Linked DNA regions of Canis lupus: region 2 is linked to region 1. Evidence: chromatin contacts called from public Hi-C data. All regions are on one chromosome and are shown on one strand. Each heading gives the region's core, a stretch centred on a gene start, on an enhancer-like site or on the middle of the called end of the contact. The rest is flanking DNA. Distances are from core to core; before and after follow the strand shown. Region 1 holds the start of ANKRD44 (serine/threonine-protein phosphatase 6 regulatory ankyrin repeat subunit B). Region 2 has its middle 46 kb from the start of ANKRD44.

The links. A called contact is a pair of places that touch in the nucleus more often than the background predicts.
Region 2: a contact with region 1 is called in a Hi-C map of blood, with 2.8 times the contacts expected there. The contact joins the enhancer-like site here to the promoter of ANKRD44 in region 1. A contact is called at or near these places in 2 of 9 Hi-C or Micro-C datasets (amygdala and blood).

What each region holds. Positions count from the first base shown.
Region 1 is chr37:6,742,866-6,746,786 of UU_Cfam_GSD_1.0, reverse strand. ANKRD44 (serine/threonine-protein phosphatase 6 regulatory ankyrin repeat subunit B) reads left to right here and starts at 2,161. Exons shown (of 29, transcript XM_038585235.1): 1 at 2,161-2,384. The coding sequence starts at 2,358.
Region 2 is chr37:6,788,205-6,792,125 of UU_Cfam_GSD_1.0, reverse strand. No RefSeq gene overlaps it. Among named protein-coding and RNA genes, the nearest start is that of ANKRD44, 46 kb to the right of the region's middle. Within about 2 kb of position 2,000, at least 2 of the 20 cell types and tissues checked have an H3K27ac peak or open chromatin away from gene starts, as enhancers often do. A contact at or near this core is called in blood, where this site is marked.

The sequences.
Region 1 (3,921 bases), core at 912-3,411:
ATCATGCCACGTCTGACAACGCCCATGTTGATATTTGGGTTGCGAATATAACACACTTATATTGGTCTACACTTATAGTTCTCTCATTTGCAATGGTTCTACATACAGGTATAAGCATCTTACTATTTACTTTGCCTTCTAATATGAAATTAATTACAAGTTATTTTCCTTTATTATATAATTAGGACATTATACTGATGTCTTGGGCAATTTGCATAGGTAATTAATATCGTCTATGAATTTCATTTCAAGACAGTAAGGGGAGTGTTAAAAATACTAGTTTCAAAAAGGGGTTGATGGGTCTGATAGGGTTGAGATAGCTGCGAGAACAGCTCCCTCCTCCTTTCAAATTGGGCCCAAAGAAATTATGTACAGGCATGGCCATGATGAACCAAAGTAGATCTTGAGTGCATTTGCCAGATTAAATTATTTGTTATCATTCTTCTGAAAGATGGCTATTTTTCCGTAGAGAATTCTGTGTCCTATTCAGTTTAGTTACAAAGCCATGCAGGGTGAATTAGTAAATACAAATACCTACAACAGTGGTGAAGAACTGCCTCCCAGATACAACAAATGCAATCTATTTTGTGTTTGAAGGAGGACTTGCGGAGAAAAACGTTGTGTCTCTGAGCATTACTGAAGATCGAGGAGTGGAAGCCAGGAGTGCGCTTTCTTAGCTCCCTTGTCTGTATGATCTGAGTCACAATTCCATGGTTGGGTAATAAAGAGGAGGATGCTAAGCAAATGCTACCACTCCATTCTCCCTTTCCCACGTGGAATCTTTGAAGAGGCTCTGAAAGTAGGGAGCAAGAGTCCACATTTGGTTTGTGAATGAATGAAAGGCAGTATCTGGTGTCAACCCAGACCTCTAGCTCTGATTTACTATTCAAGGCAGCTTTGCCTTGTGGCCTGCCAGGGGCATATGGGGCTACCTGGGAGCAGTACCTCGCCCACTTGCCTACTTAAAGTTAACTCTTCCTCCTCCAGAATCTCAACTCTTGTTACTTTCCCAGGGATGTCTGCCATCACCAACCTGTTTGGGCCTGATTCCTTTGCCATGGATTCCTTCAGAAGCACCCCCCCCCCCATTACTTATCAGTCTGTGATTACATTCTTTAGTTGTGACCCTGTGGTTTATGCAGGACACCCACTGAGGCTAGGAATCGTCCCTGTTTATGCTCCCGGCCTTTCATACTGTGCCTAGCTGGTGTCTGTACAAAGCAGGCGCTCAGTTCTTAAATAAGCGTTCGCTTCAAATTCCAGAAGTATCAACACTTACTCGGATTTGTGCATATTACCCCTGTATCTGTAGCCCGTGCTGTTTGATGGCTGAAATCTTCTATTTGTGGAAGAGCATGGTAGCTGGATTTTGTAGAAATGAATGAGCCAGGACTGGTGACGATGCTCAAAAGCCCCATTAATTTAGGACAATCTAACTGAGGGCTCCTTGTCTTCTCTAAGAAGTCCGCTCCACCTCCATCTCTCCAACTCAGAACCCAGTGTTTGAACTTCACGATGGGTTTGTGTCTAGCTGGCAGGTAGCTGGAGAACAGGGTGGAAGGGCTGCAGCCCCGGCCCCCCCGCCCCCCTCCTAAGTGATTGACCAACACTCGCTAAAGACTTACTACGTGTCCAAGGCCTCCCCGCACTGAACAAAGAAAAGCCCCCGAGCTACAATCCCTGCCCCGGGTGGGATGTGGCCCCGGATTAGGGAGAAGTGCGGTTGACCGAGTCCCTGCGGTTGGAGTTGGCGGCCTGGGAGTGCCACCGCGAGGCCTGCGTCTGCAAGGGCGGCTCATCAGGTAGTGTCCGTGCGTGTGCGTGTGTGTGTGCGCGCGCGCGTGTGTGTGTGCGCGCGGGGCGCGGGGCGGGGGCGCGGGCCGGGGCGCGGGCGGGGGCGCGGGCCGGGGCGCGGGCGGGGGCGCGGGGCGTCTCTAACCGCGCGCCCCCGTGCGGCCGCGGGGCGGGGGGGCCGGCTCTCCGGGGCGCGGGGCGGGGGGCGCGGGGCGCGGGGCGCGGGGGGCCGCGGGCTGCGAGGCCGGGCTGCGGGCGGCAGGAGGCAGCGTCGGCCCGGGCGGCGCGGCCGAGCAGGCGGCGGCGGTGATGTCAGTGGCGGCCGGGCTGGCAGCAGCCGGCACTTCCTGTAGACGGGCGGGCGGGCTCGGCTGCAGAGCCCGGCGGCCCGGGTCGGCCTCTCGGCGGGAGGAGGCGGCGGCGGGGGAGGAGCAGGGGGAGGGCTGTCAAATTCGGGAGCCAGATTCCCCCCCTTCCCCCGGCGGTCCCTTCCGCTTCCCCGGCGCCCGGCGTGACATCTGCGGGCCGGGGACCTGCATGCGCGCGCGCCGAGCGGCGGAAGAATGGCAGTGCTCAAACTCGCCGACCAGGTAGGGGCGGCGGCGGGGACGGCGGGCTCGGGGGCGCGGCGCGGGCTGCGGGCTCGGCGCGGCGGGGAGGGCTGTGCGCGGCCGCCCGCTGCGCCCCAGGCGGGGGGCTGAGGCTCTGCGGCGCCGTCCCCGCCCTGGGCCGTCGGAGCTGCGCGCTCCGCCCGGTGCCCGCGGCGCGCCCGAGCGCTGGGGCCGGGGCCGGGGCCGGGGCGCCGCCGGGGTGCGGGCGCGCGGGTGCGCGGGTGCAAGCGGGTGCGCGCGCGGGTGCGCGCAGGTGGGCGAGTGCACGGGTGCAAGCGGGTGCGCGCGGCTGTGCGAGTGCACGGGTGCAAGCGGGTGCAAGCGGGGGTGCGGGTGCAAGCGGGTGCATGGGTGCGCGGGCGCACGGATGCAAGCGGGGCTGCGGGTGCGCGCGGGTGCAAGCCGGTGTGCGCGGGCCCCGGCCGGGCAGGGGGAGGGGAGGCTCGAGGGGCTCCCCGGGGCCGCCCGGAAGGAGGGCGGCGGCGGGAGCGGGCGGACGGCTCGCAGCCGGGGACCCTTCCCCGAGCCACGGCGGAGGCCGGCCGGGCCCGCGGCCCCCGGGGTCGGGCTGTCTGGGGCGTCGGTTCCCCGGGACGGCCCGACCTCCCCCGCCGCGGCGCGGAGGCTGCGTGTGCGCGGCGGCCGAGGTGCCCCGGGAGCTCCAGTCGCGCGCCCCGGGCCCGCCCGCCGTCCCCGCCCGCCGAGGGTCTGTCCGCTGCCGTCCCGGCCGGCGCCCGCCCAGGGGAGCTGCGGAGCCCCGAGCGTCCTCGCGGCGGGTCTGGGCGACGGGGACGCCCCACCTTTGCAGCCTTTGCTGCCCCGAGGGCGGCGGCACTCAGAGGCGCCCGCCGAGCTGCGTGACAAAACTCTGCAGCTCCTTCCGCGAAGGAAAGGGACCGGGCGGCTTCCCCTCGCCCCCCTCCTGCCATTTACTCGAGGGTCGTGAAACGAGCACTGTTTGGGGGTGCAGGTGGGCCCGGAGGCAGGCTGGACCTCGGCGCCCCGCAGAGGGGCTGCTCCGTGGTGCGAAACCTCCTGCGTCTCCAGCCGGTTGCACTTGCTGCCTCGCTGTCCCCAGTTAGAACACCCGCAAGCTAGAGGCGGTCGGTCACCGGAAGGATGGGCTCTCACGTCTTTCAGATTCAAAATTTTGCTTTGTTTGCCCTAAATACTTACAGGCCTCCCCCCACCCCCCTTTCCGTGGGGGAGAGATCACTGAATTGACATTCATCTTACCCTTAAATTTAGCAGGAGGAACAGCTGGTAATTGTGAGGCATCTACTTGTTGCCATTGGTTCCAGAGCATTTAAAAGTGTTTGCAAGTTGATAGAAGGATTCCCTCCACCTTTTTTGGTCACATACTTTGACAACTGTTAGACATTTGTGTGTGTGTGTTTTTAATCTTCCAGTTTGAAGCGGCCCTGGTCATGTCGTCCTTGCTGGTCCAAGTTACTATACTTGTCTCTTAATTCCTAAATCTTCGAAGTACAAAACATGGATCTAAGGGGCATTATTT
Region 2 (3,921 bases), core at 751-3,250, 46 kb before region 1:
ATACATACGGTTGAGGAATTTGCACTCAGAAACATGATCTCTGTAGGCATATACTATCCCAGGTCTAACTTTAGGGACTCTGTTAATGTGCATTCCTTCCTTCCTTCCTTCCTTCCTTCCTTCCTTCCTTCCTTCCTTCCTTCCTTCCTTCCTTCCTTCCAGTAATCTCTATGCCCAACATGGGGCTCAAACTCACAACCCTGAGGTCAAGAATCACATGCTCTATTGAGTGAGCCAGCCAGGTGCCCCAATATGTCATTATTTTAAATGATGTGAAGATGAGCAGGGGATAGAAAAGGGGCAAGATTCCATGTGGTTGCCTGTTGGGTTTGCACAGATAAGAGATGTGCAGGTGAGCTGGTTTCTAGTTGGCAGAAATTTGTCCCACAGCCACGCAGTCAGCCTGAAATCAGGAGTACAAATGAAATTAGCGAGGTATCCTAAAGTCCTCTGGTGTCCTTCTCCTTCTCAGTCTAGAAATCAGTTCTAGTTTTCTTCTCTCCCTCTTTCCAGCATTGGTGCAGTATCTTTGTTACACAGGGCTTTCCATCTTTTTATTATGTTAATGGTTAGACCTTTGTCCCCCATCCCTGTCTGTTAGGTTCTCTCCATAATTTTCAGAGGAAGATTTCAAAACTAGGTTTTTGTCAATTAATAAGAGCCTGACCAATTTCTTCTAATAATCACTCAGAGCCTCTTACACTGACTTCACCTTTGTTTTGTTTTTCATTTGCTTAGCAGCTTCATATGATTCATCCTCTTTGTAGAGACAGTGATTCTCTTAAGGAACAGGACAGGTATTAAAAAGTCTCTCCTAGCAGATGAGTTAGATGAGACTCAGAGAGGGGATGATCTGGGCCTGTTGTTCACCTAGATCGTTAATGGTAGAACTGGGATGAGAAAACCCTTATCCAGACTCCTCTGCAGCAGCTCATGCTGCTCACTCATCAGCGGGGCCTGGTTTAGCAGGAGTGTGGGAGAGATGCTGAAATATGGGGTCAAGGGAAGGTGTGCATGTTTGAGCTTAGCACAGTGCCTGGCTTAGTGCTGCCTTCAATATTGGCAGGATACCATGGGGGGCTCAGCCATGGGATTAGTGGAGAGCACAGAGGACATTCACAGAAAGGGATGTGGGTAGAGACATGTTCAAGAAGGTAGAGATCAGGGGAACAGCCTTCCAGAGGCACAGAACATTTGGGGGTGTTATTTACTGGGCCAGGATTATGTGTTTTATGTTCTCCAGTTGCCACCACAGCCTTGGCAGTAGGTATCATGACTTCCATTCCTCAGATGGGACCACTGAATCACAGGGCAATCAAGCAACCCCTAGGCTAGCTGCTCCAAAGACCTCCTAGGACACCACTCACGTGAAGTCCCTGGAGTGTTGCAATGTCACGTGGCTCTTATGAGGCAGAGTCCAGATTCACACCTAGGCTGCTTGGCCTGCAGTCTAGGTTCTTAGCACCCCTTCTACTGCATTTCCCAAGACAACTTTCCTGGACACTAACATTGCCCAGTCAGGCCCTGTTCATCTATGTCTCCAATGCAACAAGGAAGAACATTGCACAGTTTATGGTGGCAGGGGAGAAAAATGAGGGCTGGACTCAGAGTCAGAGGCTGAGGTTTGAGTCCTAGGTCTGCTCCTGACTTGTGCAGTCTTGGCCAGTCATCACACCTCTCCACGTAGCCATTTGCATCTATAACGTGAGGAGATGGGTGTACCCCTCTCTGAGGTTTAGGGTGAGGACTCTGTGAGATTAATGAATGTAAAAGTGCTTTGTAGGCTCTAAAGGTCTGAACAAATGTAAAGGTTAGTACAAATCAAGGGAACAAATGGAGCCAGCAGGCAGCTATTTATTATTTGGGCTGATATGTATGCAGAATATTGACTTTTTATGCCTCATTTGCTTCCGTGAAAAATGTACAAGTGACGGTATCTTGAATCTGCAAATAGAGGATGAGGCCTTTGTGTGTGCTGCGGGTACTGCGGCGGCTGAGAGAGGAGGCCAGGAAATGAAAACCATGTGGCTATGAGTTGGGCCTTGAAGCTTTAAACTTCCCCCACAAGGAAGAAGAAAATATGCTAGATGTTCTTGGGTGATGATGATGAGAAATACGAACCAAGCCTACATTCCCTGACTTCTTGTATTTCTCTTGAGCAATGTTTCTGTTCTTTAGGGAGCTTAACAGCAAAATCACATTTCGTTTGTTGAAATGTGACAAAATTGGGCAGAATCAGAGGCTCAGGATGCTGTAGTAAAAAAGAGTTATAAAATTTAAATAAGTCTTAAGTGAATTGGACTCAGGCATTTTCTGGATTAAAAAGAAGAACTGCAGGGCAGCCCTGGTGGCACAGCGGTTTGGTGCCGCCTGCAGCCCAGGGCGTGATCCTGGAGACCCTGGATCGAGTCCCACGTCGGGCTCTCTGCATGGAGCCTGCTTCTCCCTCTGCCTGTGTCTCTGCCTCTCTCTCTCTCTCTCTCTCTCTCTGCATCTCTATGAATAAATAAATAAAATCTTAAAAAAAAAAAAAAGAAAAACTGCAGAAACTAGGATCTTGTTTTTTGTTGTTGTTGTTGTTGTGTTGTTTCTTTTTTTTACTATCTTCTGCTATGGTGGCCATGACCGTATGCAAAAGTGCGCATACTTATAATTGTAATTTTTAAAGATCAAGAGCAAAGAAAGTTCCTTTTTAACCTTTCATTTCCTCACGAACCCACCATTGCAGGAAGGATCCAGCTAGGATATCTAGAAAGGCACACTCAAGAGGTCCCATCCATATGGATCTGTTGTCCGAGGACTGTAAGGTAATGGCATTTATCAGAGTGTGAATGAAGAAAACAGGAGGATACTTATGAGTCAGGTGTAGCTGCGAGGCAGGAAGGAAGTCAAAAGACTCTTGACCTCAGCTTGGAAAGTGGAGTTGGCTAGAAGTACCATACAAATATGTGGGTGTATGTGGGGAGTGTGGGGTAGAATTTAATAACATACAGGTGCTTTGGGCAAATATAAACAATACATAGCTCTCACACCAAAAGGATTGAAGCAGATCAGAGATGTAGTGGTATTTGTCATGTGAAGCTCTCTAAACAGATTTAAACCATGTATCTGAATTAAAGAAGCAGCTTCTCAAACATCTACTTTAACAGAGAGCTTTTACCCAAGTGACTGAGATTAGCCACAAATCCCTCATAAAACCAAATTAATGAGATGATCCCTGGTTATTGAGAAAAGGAACTGGGGGAAAAGAGGGAAAGTGATTTTTCTCATAAAAAATGGTCAGTAGTTTTACAATTGAATTTGGAGACAATTCATTGACTCCTAGGAGCTGGAATAACTTCAAAGATTTTTTCATCCAATGCCCCCCTCCCCCCATGAGTAAACTGAGACCCAGAGAGATTCAAAGTCTTGCCCAAGGCCCTCCATGAGCCAGCTTTGAGCTCTAGTGTCCTCTGTCTGCACCCTGGATAAAAAGATCAATGAGGTTTCCTCCTGAGCCTGGGACTTAGGATGAAGGGCAGTTGCTCTGGGATAAAAAGAAGGCTTTTTAAATATTCTCTCATTTAAAAAGTTTGCATTTAACATCTGCTACAGGGGGAGGAAAATAAATTCCAACTGGCCTCCTTTTTCATTTTATTTCATTTCTCATTTAAGAGTGGGGGTGGGAAGAGGGACTGGAAGTTGAAAGACAGTAACATGAGCCATGAAACACACTGTGTGATCCACAATTAGAAAGTGAAATGCTTTACAGATGCCACCAAAAAAAAGAAGGAAGGAAGGAAGGAAGGAAGGAAGGAAGGAAGGAAGGAAGGAAGGAAGGAAGGAAGGAAGGAAGAAAAGAAAAAAGAAAAGAAAGAGAAAAAAGAAAACAGAGGAAAAGGCAGTCTTGGAATCAGGGTATACCTTTCTACCTTCCATATC